Linked DNA regions of Astyanax mexicanus: region 1 is linked to region 2. A link is a contact called in public Hi-C data. All regions are on one chromosome and are shown on one strand. The core of a region is the stretch at or near the end of the contact, and the rest is flanking DNA. Distances in the headings are between cores, read along the strand shown.

Region 1 (5,822 bases), core at 187-2,686, 79 kb before region 2:
CGCTGCTGGGTTACATGGATCATCGTGGAAACGCGAGCCTAAAGTGTAATTATAATGACTGGCAGATGGACAAATAGCTATTTTATTAAATGCGAGGTGACGAAACTTAGAGATGTCAGTCCGGATGGGACTAAAATTACCGGAGGGTCGTCTTCAAACTTCCGAAGTTCAGTCATGTGACTCCTTTGCTGCGTTCCCTCCACTGGCTTCCTGTTGCCGCCCGCATCCGATTCAAAACCCTAACTCTAGCCTACAAGGCAAAAAACAAACCAGCTCTTCATACTTAATGGAAATGGTCAAAGCCAGATCTGCACCAATAGCTCTTAGAGCTTCCAGTATGGCTCGGCTCGAACCACCATCTCTCAAAACACACAGAAAACAGATGTCCAGACTCTTCTCTGTGCTGCAGCACCAAGGTGGTGGAACGAACTTCCACTGGTTGTCAGAACAGCAGTCACTCGCAGTCTTCAAACATTGACTAAAGACACATCTTTTTAAAGAGTTCCTAAACTAATAAAAAAAAGAAAGAAAAAGGGTCCTAGGGTTCTAAACATGATCAAGCTCTGTGTATCTCTTGATCCTAGTCTACAAACTAGCTTTGGATATTTGAAGTAACATCGAAGCACTGTTGATAATCGCTCTGGATAAGGGCGTCTGCTAAATACCTTAAATGTAAATGTCACGGAGTTCAGTGAAAAATAGGTAGATAACTTAGCCTGTAATTTTCTCGGAGGATGAGAAAAACATGTACATGGTCGTTCTTGATGGGAATAAAATTACAGAGGACCCCCTATAAAAGAGAAAATTACCCCAGGACCCACTGAGAAACTAATCCTGTCTGGATAGTTTATGTTTATTTGTTTTATTTTTTTAAGATTTGTTTATTGCTTTTGTAATTGTGTTTTCTTGAATATAATTTTATTTCGTTTGTATTGTTACTTTCTGAAATGTTCTTTTGTTTTGCACATTTTAGGGCACAGTACGTTTTGATAAATCTGTCACATTTACATTATGAAATAATGATGTTAATTAATGTCCTTTAATTTAATCGAATCAAATCTAATCAAATTCACCCATTAAACCACAATGATGTCCCACCCTGTTGTGCTGAGACTGTGAGCTGGCCTGTGTTTGTTTGTACTCCACAGTTACAGTCTCTCAGTAAAGTTCTGGATGAGGGGTGATGGTGAGAGTGTGAGGAGATAGTAGTGCTGAGGCTGAATCTGATTATCTGATGATCTGAACACTCGGATGAGTTCGTATCTTCAGCAGGATGACTGTTTGTAGCGGTTAGCTTCCAGTCCGGATCTGTGTGTCAGCGGGAAAAACTCCCCCACCTCCCTCTCCCTCCTCTCCCCTCCTCTCGAGCCCCACATGGCTGCTCCTCCTCGCTTCCTGTCCGCGCGCTGCTGATCGCCTCTCCTCCTCCAGATGGGGCAGATCAATGGCACATTCCAGCAGCGCTAGCGGCGGAGGCGCGCGCTGGGTCCTGTGGAGCTGCAGGGTTTCCGTGCTGGACTGAAGGACTGAGCAACATGAAGTGAACATGGTGGCGCTGGGAGATCAGGAGCTCATCGCACAGTTCTGTACACGGTTCTTTCTGAGAGCAGTCCGGGGATCTGCAGCGGTGAGCGGGGGATCTGAGATCCTACATTAACCGTGTAGTTCTGGAGTAAATCAGGAGATAAAGTTCCCCAGTGGAGGGGCTGCTTCAGTCCTGCAGTGTGTTTCAGTGATTTGTGTGTGCGGTTAATGAGCTGCTCTGTATCTGATACAGAACTATAGTTTTGTGTTTCTGTTTCTGCTGGATGGAGCTCGTTTTCTGCTTCATTTCTGATGGTTTGTTTTTTAGGTGTTTTTAATCAGGTGACCCTTACAGTCATGAGGGCCTCATCCTCGCGCTTATCCAGCTTTTCCTCCAGAGACTCCCTGTGGAGCCGGTGAGTGAGATACTCCTCAGATCACACTGAAACCGACTCATCTGTTTTACTAAACTAGCAGAAAAGTACTGGAATCTGTTGGATTAGCAACATCCGGACTGCTGTGAAAAGTTAACTACTCGCTATTTATTAACTTATTGAGCACACCCGCGCCAAGCCGTTGTTTTGGGCGTTGAAAAAGAGGATAAAATACAGTTTTAATGAGAAAAAGTTGTTGCATTTGAGATGTAACTCAATAAATAATTAGTTATTAATGTGTTATAACGGTTTATGTTACATACATATATTTTGTGTGCTAATCATGTGACAGTACATATTGATTGATATGTCCATTACTAATGAGGAAAGTAAATATAGGTTTATTTATATTTTTTAATTAAATTTAATTAAAAATATTATATTCGGTTATTTTATTTATCATATTTGTTATAATTTTTAACCGTTTTTAAATATTATAATATTATAAATATAATATTTATTGTTTATTTTTTTTTATTTAATTAAGTAAACATTATTAAGCTTTAGATATTTTTAATCATTTATTATATTATTGTTATATATTTAATGAAATATTCTCTTTAACAGTTTATATATTTCATGTAGTAAAAAATAAATATATTTATTTAGTATACTTTAATTTTTTATATAGTATAGAGATAGAAACATACATAATTCTAAATCTTGAGATGTTCTTTGTTTGGACTGTGTAGCTTTTACAGATATAAAATGCATATAGAGTAAAATTAAATCTTTGAAGAACATTGGCAAACTTTTTTCTCCTTTTCTCCAGAGAGCACCATGCGATATCATACTCGTGACCGAATCGATTCATTTCAACATGTTGAACCTGCTGAACCGAGTCACACACTCAAATGAATCAGACTTATTTGCAGCATGTCAACACTGTTTACTCTCAAGATTTAGCATGAACATATAACACATTTAAAATAGCATAACTGAATTAAAAAAATAGGCTGCCTCTGCCTTATGGTTGTGCTTGCACAAGACTGCATTAGTGATTAGAGTCTATGAACACAATTGATCCGTATAGATCCATGCAGATGAAACAGAGACGAGAATCAATGGTTTTGATAAATTATTGTGCACCACACTTAAACTCACTCAATATTTAAAATTCAATATTTTAACATAGATTTATTTACTTGATTGTAAAAAAATATATATATTTATTTTCTTTTGCAACATGTACTGGTATATTACAAGTAACACTTTACAGTAAGGGTCAGAAAAAACAGCACTTACAACATTAAACATTGTTAAATGGCAAAGTAATGTCTCAACTAATTATTAATTGACACTAGTTAAAACTTTATTTAACATTACTAAACGTGAATGTTCAAGAGTGCTGTATATAAATAGTATACTAATAGTAAATTTAGATGATTGTAATTAATAATGTTGTAACTAGTGTCTATTAATAATAATAATTATTATTATTAATTATTATTAATAAATAATTGAGACATTCTATTATAATTACTGTTAATAAATGCACCCTTATTGTAAAGTGTTACCCATTTAGCTTATATACATAATCCTACTTATATTTAAACACATACCTTAAAAATACATTATTGATAGTAAAATAAAGCGATTTACACTCTGAACCGAATCCGATTATTGTACGAGAAAGGGAAAGTGAAGGGGGATGAGTGAATCGTTTTAAAATTGATTCACTGAAGGAAAAGAATCGGTTCAGTACAGCTGCTAGCAAATGCGCGCATGCGCAGATGCTGTTCTGTTCGTCATCGGCTGTGGGAGGGGCGGAGCGCGCGTTTGTCAGAAAGCAGAGAGAGAAAGAGAGAGAGAGAGAGAAAGAAAGAGAGAGAGAGAGAGAGAGAGAGAGATAGAACAGGATGAAACCGCTACGAGAGCAGAAACACTAGCCATTCAAAAAACAGGCGAACACAATAAAGCGGAGCGTTAGAGCGCCTGTACCCGGCGGAGTGTGGAAATGAGGCCGTGATACCGAGGAGCCTGAGGACGAGACCGAGCGCTGACCGGAGAACTGACCGTTACCGCTGTTCAGCCCGCGGCTCTGAGAGTGTGTGTGTGAGAGTGAGAGTGTGTGTGAGTGTGAACAGGCTGCGTGAATAGGACAACACGGGAGAGCGGAGCTGAACAGAAAGAGCAGGGAGAGGACGGAGAAAAGAGAAAAGCGGTGAAGGACGCGGGGAATTAGCGCTACAGAGAAGAGCACCGGGCTCCTCCGTGTTTATTTTTCTGCCGTTTCCCGCTCAGCCTCTCTCTCCTCCGTTCCCGCAGCGCGCGCGGACCTGCCGGGCTGCTTTAGTCACTAATGCTGCTGCATCTCTGAATAAACCCTCTCCTCCATTTTTCCTCTGTTATTTGTGCTCCGCTGCGGCGCGGCTTTCGGGCTGAAGGATGCCGGATCAGATCTCCGTGTCCGAGTTCCTGGCGGAGACCACGGAGGACTACAACTCCCCGACCACCTCCAGCTTCACCACTCGTCTGCAGAGCTGCCGGAACACCGTCAGCGTCCTGGAGGAGGTAGGTTCGGTTAGGGTGCTGGGCTGAGGAGGGGGCCTTTAGAGAACAACACTCTGAACAACCTGCTGAGACCACTGTGGTCTGTGTGTTTGTGTGTGTGTGCACGTAGCTAGCTGGCTGGTTGGTTAGTTAACTGAAGCTGTGTGCTGAAAGCCTGTATCTAGTTTGTTTTGTAGGTTATTTATTTCATCTCCTCCCTCTCTGACTCTGAGGCACACTGTGAGGGTCTTGGTGAGCTTTGGCATGCGGAAAACACACTGGTTCTCTGTTCAGATCTGCTGTATGGTTCAGCAGTATGGTGCATTTGCTGCATTCAGTGCATTAAACATAAAAATTCATTGGTTCATTTGACATTTTAAGCTAGAGCATGCCATTCATTTGTTGATGTCACCCAGCTATGTGTCAAAACGTAGATTTGGGTCTGCTTTTCTATGCATCCTGTAGATGATAAAGATCATCTGTAGATCTGTAGATATAGACACTGTGATCGAATAGAGGTTTCCAGATGCTTTATACTGAATTAGCTGACTCCTGCTGTGAATCTAAGATGTTCACAGCTGTTTTCTCCTAGCCATAAGGTGGATCGTCTCAGAAGACCATGTATTCCAGTGTATAACATAAGGATTCATTTGTTCATTTTAGGTTTTAATGCCATGCCATTCATTTGTTGATACCACCCAGCTGTGTGTCCAAAATGAGAGCTGTGTCTGCTCATCTATGCATCTTATAGATGATGTAGATATAGCATCTGTAGATATAGACACTGTGGACCAAAGCCTCAGCTCGGATAGCAGTTTCCTGCTGCTTTGGACTGAATTAGCGATTAGCCATTCATTTGTTGACACCACCCAGCTATGCGTCACAACTGAGAGCTGGGGCTGCTCCTCTGTGCATCCTTTAGATGATATAGATCATGAATAGCAGTTTCCAGCTGCTTTGAATTGAATTAGTGAGCTAGCTGTCTTAAAGGTGATGACCTCTGCTGTTAACCAAATATGTGTTTTACTCTTAGCCTTTTTCTCAAAGCCATAAGGTGGATCGTCTTAGAGGATCATGTATTCCAGTGTATAACATAGGGATTCATTGGGTTATTTTACATTTTTAGCTAGGGCATGCCATTCTTTGTTGGCACCACCAGCTGTTTGTTAAAACTGAGAGCTGTATCTGTCCTCTATACAGTCCTATTGAAGACATAGCTAACGACACTGTGGATCACAGCCTCAGCTCAAATAGCAGTTTCCAGCTGCTTTTTACTGAATTATCTAGTTAGATTGGACGTGCCAACCCTTACTGTGCATCAGTAAGATTTGATTCAAAGCGCTAAGGTGGATTGTCTCAGAGAACCAGGTG
Region 2 (5,932 bases), core at 1,157-3,656:
AAGTGTCAGTTTGAGGGAAATACAGGAACAACACTATGTCAGTACCTGATCAGAAAGAGTTGAAGCAAGAATTGTAAGCTATTGTAAAACTTTTTTATAGCTTTGTTCATCTTGTTTTAATGTTTTAATGAACAAAAACGTACAATTTTCCATCTCAGTAATGAAGTGATTGACAGCCTTGACTGGAAGATACTATGTACAGCACCTTTCTGTTCATTTTATGAAATAGTAGTGTAACTTACATAAACTGTATTTTTACAGGAAAAACTGGGTATCCACTTTGCTTCTAGTTCTTTAGTCTGCACTGTAAACTCAATGAAGGCAGTCTGAGTCACTCTTGAGCCCAATCCCATGTCTAATGTGTACCAATACCTCTTACACTTGGTTACCACAAGTGTAATCCTTCCTCTCAAGCTCTTTTCCTAAGGGGAAGGAAGGAGTGAAATCCTTGCTCTAAGAAATGGGACAACCCTTAAAGAACCTGTAGGTGATCCTGTCAGGCTGATGTGGTAGAAGTGGAGTGCTAAAGTTCAGCAAAACTAGCTAAATAAGTTAAGTAAATCTAAGATATTAAACAAAACTGTAATTAAAGAAAAACTTTCTTTTAAAGTCAATCGAGCGCTGGATGTTAATCTAGACAGATTTCTCTCCTAAAAACTGTTTATCTGGGTGAGTAAAGTGCTTCCATTTAGTGCTTTCCATCCCTAAGGCTGAAGCATTAGCATTAGCGGCTAATGCTGCCCCACAGCATTACACTGAGGAACCCTGAGTGCTCCGGTAAGCCTGAGAGATATTAACTAGTGGTTTGTCCCACTTAGCTTGTTTTAACACAGTAACATTCAGACTACAGTCTGATATACTTACCTATGAACAAAGAAAGAGTTAGCGCAGTTAGCGGGTAATGCTAATGCTACTCCAGCAGTGCTAGTCAGGGTTAGGAGCAGGGTACAAGCCGATAATACTCACCTCTGAACGCGTAAATAGTGGTTAGCGGCTATTGCTAATGCTACTTCTACCCCGGTGCTGGAGAACTAAACTGAAACTCCTGTATAAAGCTGTACTTCAGTAGAGTGGCTTTACTGCTCCTTAATACCTGACTGGTAACATACATACATAAGGCACACCAGATTATTTTGGGGAAAATTAAAGCATTTTAAGTGCTTTAGTAGGCTTTGGTTTGTGGGGGGGTGGTGCTGAATTTTGAATAGCATATTCCAGTTTAGTTTCATTTAACTCAAATCCAGCAGAAGAAATATAAAATTTATGCAATGTCCAGGGTTCAGACGGTCATGAAAAACCTGGAAAAGTCATGGAATTTGAAAATAGCAATTTCCAGGCCTGGATAAGTTTTGGAAAAATAAGAATACTCAGAAAGTTTTGGAAAAGTCATGGAAATGTGGTCTACAAATCTTTGTGTTTCAGTTTATCTATGGAGAAAATCTATTTTGAGCTACAAATACATACAGAGTGAATTCAGTAATTTAGCCCTACACAATGGAGATCTCAGGATCTGACACATTATTTATTAATAAAGATTGTCTGTCAACATTTTATCTGATTCATTTTAGGCCTACTATGATCAGTTTTAATTAAAGTTTTAGTTGATTTTTTTTTATTTGCCTTGAAGGCAAATTTATTGGTTAAAAAGTGTATGAGCCCTGAATGTCTCAACTGAAGGACCAACATTGCTATTTATTTATTTGTCAGACATTACCAAACATTAATAGGATCAGTAGTAGAGTGAGCATCACACTAAACTCTCTCTCTTTATCCTTATCTACCAGTTGATGAATGTGGTCTTACGACTAAAAGGTGCTGTTTATTACTAAAAGTTCATAAACATAGAATAAATTGGCATTATTAAATGCACAAATGTGATTACATAAACTATTTGTAGTATTTAGATGTAGAAGTAACTAATACTAAAAAAGTGGAACAAATTAAGAACAAGATATTGTCGCTGTCCAATGAAAAACATGCATCTCCAAGACAGCAACTTTACAGGAGGGAGATAAAACCTTCTTTACTTTTAGTGGATCAATGTAAAAAGTGATCATTTCAGGTCACTTTGGAAAATTTTAAGAAATTGTACAGTGCACAATGTAGGGACAAGTTTGTGTGTTCAAATTATAAAGTAAACTAAAAATCATCAAAAATAGGAATACGTGTTTTTCATTGGACAACAACAATATGCTTCAATGCTACATCATTGCAGGGGCTTTTCAGAGAGTACTCTCTGTCCCTTTAATACCCCCTCCCCCTCCTAACCTGGAGCTGAGTGTTAACGTCAGCGTGGACTTTAATGTGCTGGGCTTTGCTGGTTTAATGGACTTCCTGTGGGCTGACACTCGTGCAGGAAGCTGTCCTCGTTCAGGGATTATCCAGGAATCCTGGAATGCTCTGTGGAGTTCTGCCCCTGCCCTGGCTGTGCATGCTGGGATTGTGCTAGAAGTCGATTGGTCTGCAGCTGTGTGTTCCTCTCATTCTCGGGGTGCTTTCACCATGCTGAGAGCTGCTGTTTGCCTTGCACTGGTTGGCTTGAAGGGAATGAGATAAATAGATTTCTATATAGTTTAACCAACTGTTAAAGGTTAAAGGGCATAACATCACCTATAATTCTATTAAAAAATCATACAAATGTTTTCATAATTTTACGTAAATCAACAACAAATTCCGGATTTTTTTTTTTTTTTTGGTGCTGCTATTTATGAATGAAAAAAAACATTTGGGAAAATAAACACTGCAATCCAACATAACTTTATCCCATAGACTGTGTATAGCTGGACAGAGCATCATCTCTCAAACGTGAAGCCACCACAGGTCGGGCGCCCCCTGCTGTTCGGTTTCAGAAAGCTGTGTAACCCCACCCATTACCATAGGTTTCAATGGCAGAACAGACAACTTTCAATCACGTTTTTTTCTAATATAATGTAATTCTACCTCCACTATTAAATGCAACAGCTAGTGTAACCTCTGCTTATATTGTACATTTTTATATCCCCACAGAATTTGTTTTTTAAAACGTTATTCAGCTCTATTCAAAAAGATGTGGTTATTGTAAAAGGGCTGATTATGGGCGGGACCAATAACAGACCGTCAGCTCCGCTCAGCAGCCTGTGACCGTGAGGCAGCCCTCAGGGGCGGGGTTATTTAAATGAGTAGGCTGTCTCTCCACAGTCTTTCTCCCTCTACTGCCCAGACTCGGGTTTCAGAATCGCCAACATGGCGGAACATTTTGGCTTCATTTTCATTAAATGAATGGGAACGGCGACACAGCGTCCATCTTTTTTACAGTCTCTGCCTTATCCCATCTGTAAAACATGGTGGTGGTAGTATTATGGTTTGGGCCTGTTTTGCTACATCTGGCCCAGGACAGGACAGCTTGCCACCATTGTTGGAATAATGAATTCTGACGGAAAATTCAGTATCAGGACATCAGTCCCTGAGCTAAAGCTCAAGAGAAATTGGGTCATGTAGCAAGATTGGACAGGCGGCATTCTACCAAAGAATCATTAAAGAGAAATAAAATTAATGTTTTTAAAATGGCCAAGTCAAAGTCCTGACCTTAATCCAGGCAAAATGCTGTGGAAAAAGCTAAAGCAAAAGTTAATGTGAGGAAATCTGACCAGATAACAGAGTTGAAGCTGTTTAGTATGGAGGAATGGGCTACAGGTCCTTTATGGCTGTATGAAGGACTGATCCCCAGATACTGAAAACGTTTAGTTGCTGTTACACCAGATACTGAAAGCAAAGGTTCAACATTCGCAAATATTTAATATTGGATCATTTTCTCTATAAATAAATATGTCCAATATATATCTTAATATTTTTATAATTTGATGTGTTTGTTCTTAAGTTTGAACTAAATTCATGAAGTAAAAATCTATTAAAGTTGTAGGTCCAATTTATGTAGAATTATAGACAATTTACAAATGTTTAAACTCAGCTTTTTTCTCTTTTCCCCACAGAGCATGTGCAGAATGAGGAGAACTATGGGCAGGCGCTGGACAAGTTTGGCAGTAACTTCATGAGCCGAGACAGTTCAGACCTGGGAGCCGCCTTCATCAAGTTCTCCAGCCTGGTTAAAGAGCTCGCTGCTCTCCTCAAAAACCTGGTGAGACCGTCGGCTTTAACTGCATGATGTTTTCAGCTGTGGGTTGCCATAGATTGTTCTAATGTACCTAACTGCTTGACTGGTTTACCTAACAAACAAGCAGTGAAAGAAGGAGTTAACAGACAGTTGTTGGTAAATATAAGTGTTTAGTTAGAGTTTGCAGTGTGAAAATAGTTTATAGTATAGTATAAAATTATAACATTATTTATATAAAATTGTCACATAAATATATATTTTTTTAAACCAACAAGGCTACTGCTAATACTAACACACACAGATACTACAGCAAGCCAAATCATAACACATTCACCTTAATATAAAACATCAATATTTCATATCAATAGGCAGCAAACAACACCAGATACCAGTCCACAGTGTGTATCACTACACACACACACACACACATTGAATTGACTGCAGCGTTTTAAAGAAACAAAAAGGTTTAGTACTAAACTAAAAAAAGGTTGTCAGCATTAAAACATCTTACTATATAAACTGTTATTGAACATCGTTGTTGTACTTCAGTATTAATCTGTAACACAGGTTTTAATATTTAAACAAAGATTAGATCAGATCAGATCAGCTCTGTGTTTCCTATTGGTGAGACTCCCAATGCAATGCATGTTTTCTTGACAGCATAACTTTATGGGTAAAATTAATTTAATAGACATTCACACATGCGGGATGTTGTAATTTTCAGGAAATTCTAAATGTCTTCAATTGAGAATATTTGCAGACAATATTAATTTAAATTTGACCAAAATGTGATCAATCTGTTCTATTGAGAAGACGTTATTTATAATAATTTTACAGAGAGGAAAATAAATAAGCACTTAATGTTTTTTAATTCATGTAATTTGCGATTAAAACTGTTTATTTCTATATTATTCATTTTTTTATTAGTATTTACTAATAAATAAATAGTATTTACTTATTTATATAAGTAAGTAATTACTTATAGTATTACTATTTTCCTTTATATTGCACTCTTGAATTGGGTCTGTAACCTAAGTTGCCAGGTTTGTTGTTTTCCCACCAACATAAGCTTATTTTAGGGTTGTGGGTGAAAATTGAGGTGTGCATTTTTTTTAGCCATTTTGATCATTCAAAATGAAAATTTGCTCTGCTCTAAATGCATGTGGAAATCTGAGATATTGGGATAGTTTAAGCTTTGGGGGGTGTTAGACAGATATTGGGCAGGATTTTTTGCTGGACCTGGCAACCCTGGCTGCAGCTCTTGGTATCTCGCTGTCTGCTTTCTTTCTATCGCTTCAAAGACAGTAGAAGACACTATATGTGGGATTTATACGCTGAGAATATGTTTGAATGTATAGTGATGTACGGGTAAGATAGATGGATGGATGGATGTCTTGTCCTGTATCTGGCGTGTTTACATGTTTGGAGACATGGAACGCGAGGTGCGTGTGTGAGCCCATTATCCCTCCCACAGGGTAGTGTTCCCTCCATCACACATTAATGATTGATTGGCAATGTAAAATTCTGTCTGCAAAGTCTGCAAATTTTATAGTCTACGTTGTTATGTCAATATATTGTTGCAGCCCTAATTTCAATATAACTATATGCACTGTATTGTATTGTAATTGTATGTATCACTGCATCAATAGACAATCAGTAAATTAAATTCTATTTCAGTTTATAAATATATATATTTTTTCAGGGCCATTTAGGTAGCATTGTGTGTCTGAGTGCAGTTCATATGTGTTGATTAAGCTGTTAATCCCTCTGTGTTTTCTGTCACCAGCTCCAGAGCCTCAGCCACAATGTGATCTTCACCCTGGACTCTCTGCTGAAAGGAGA

The links. A called contact is a pair of places that touch in the nucleus more often than the background predicts.
Region 1: a contact with region 2 is called in a Hi-C map of muscle, with 5 times the contacts expected there. The contact joins the promoter of asap1a here to the enhancer-like site in region 2. A contact is called at or near these places in 2 of 3 Hi-C or Micro-C datasets (both in muscle).

Annotation. Positions count from the first base shown.
Region 1 is chr8:43,539,734-43,545,555 of AstMex3_surface, reverse strand. It overlaps asap1a (ArfGAP with SH3 domain, ankyrin repeat and PH domain 1a), which reads left to right and starts at 1,436. Exons shown (of 30, transcript XM_022678005.2): 1 at 1,436-1,627; 2 at 1,853-1,940; 3 at 4,346-4,472. The coding sequence starts at 1,882.
Region 2 is chr8:43,461,620-43,467,551 of AstMex3_surface, reverse strand. asap1a (ArfGAP with SH3 domain, ankyrin repeat and PH domain 1a) reads left to right here. Exons shown (of 30, transcript XM_022678005.2): 5 at 3,969-4,114; 6 at 5,877-5,932. Among protein-coding and RNA genes, the nearest start is that of LOC125803797, 37 kb to the left of the region's middle. Within about 2 kb of position 2,406, the one cell type or tissue checked has an H3K27ac peak away from gene starts, as active enhancers do.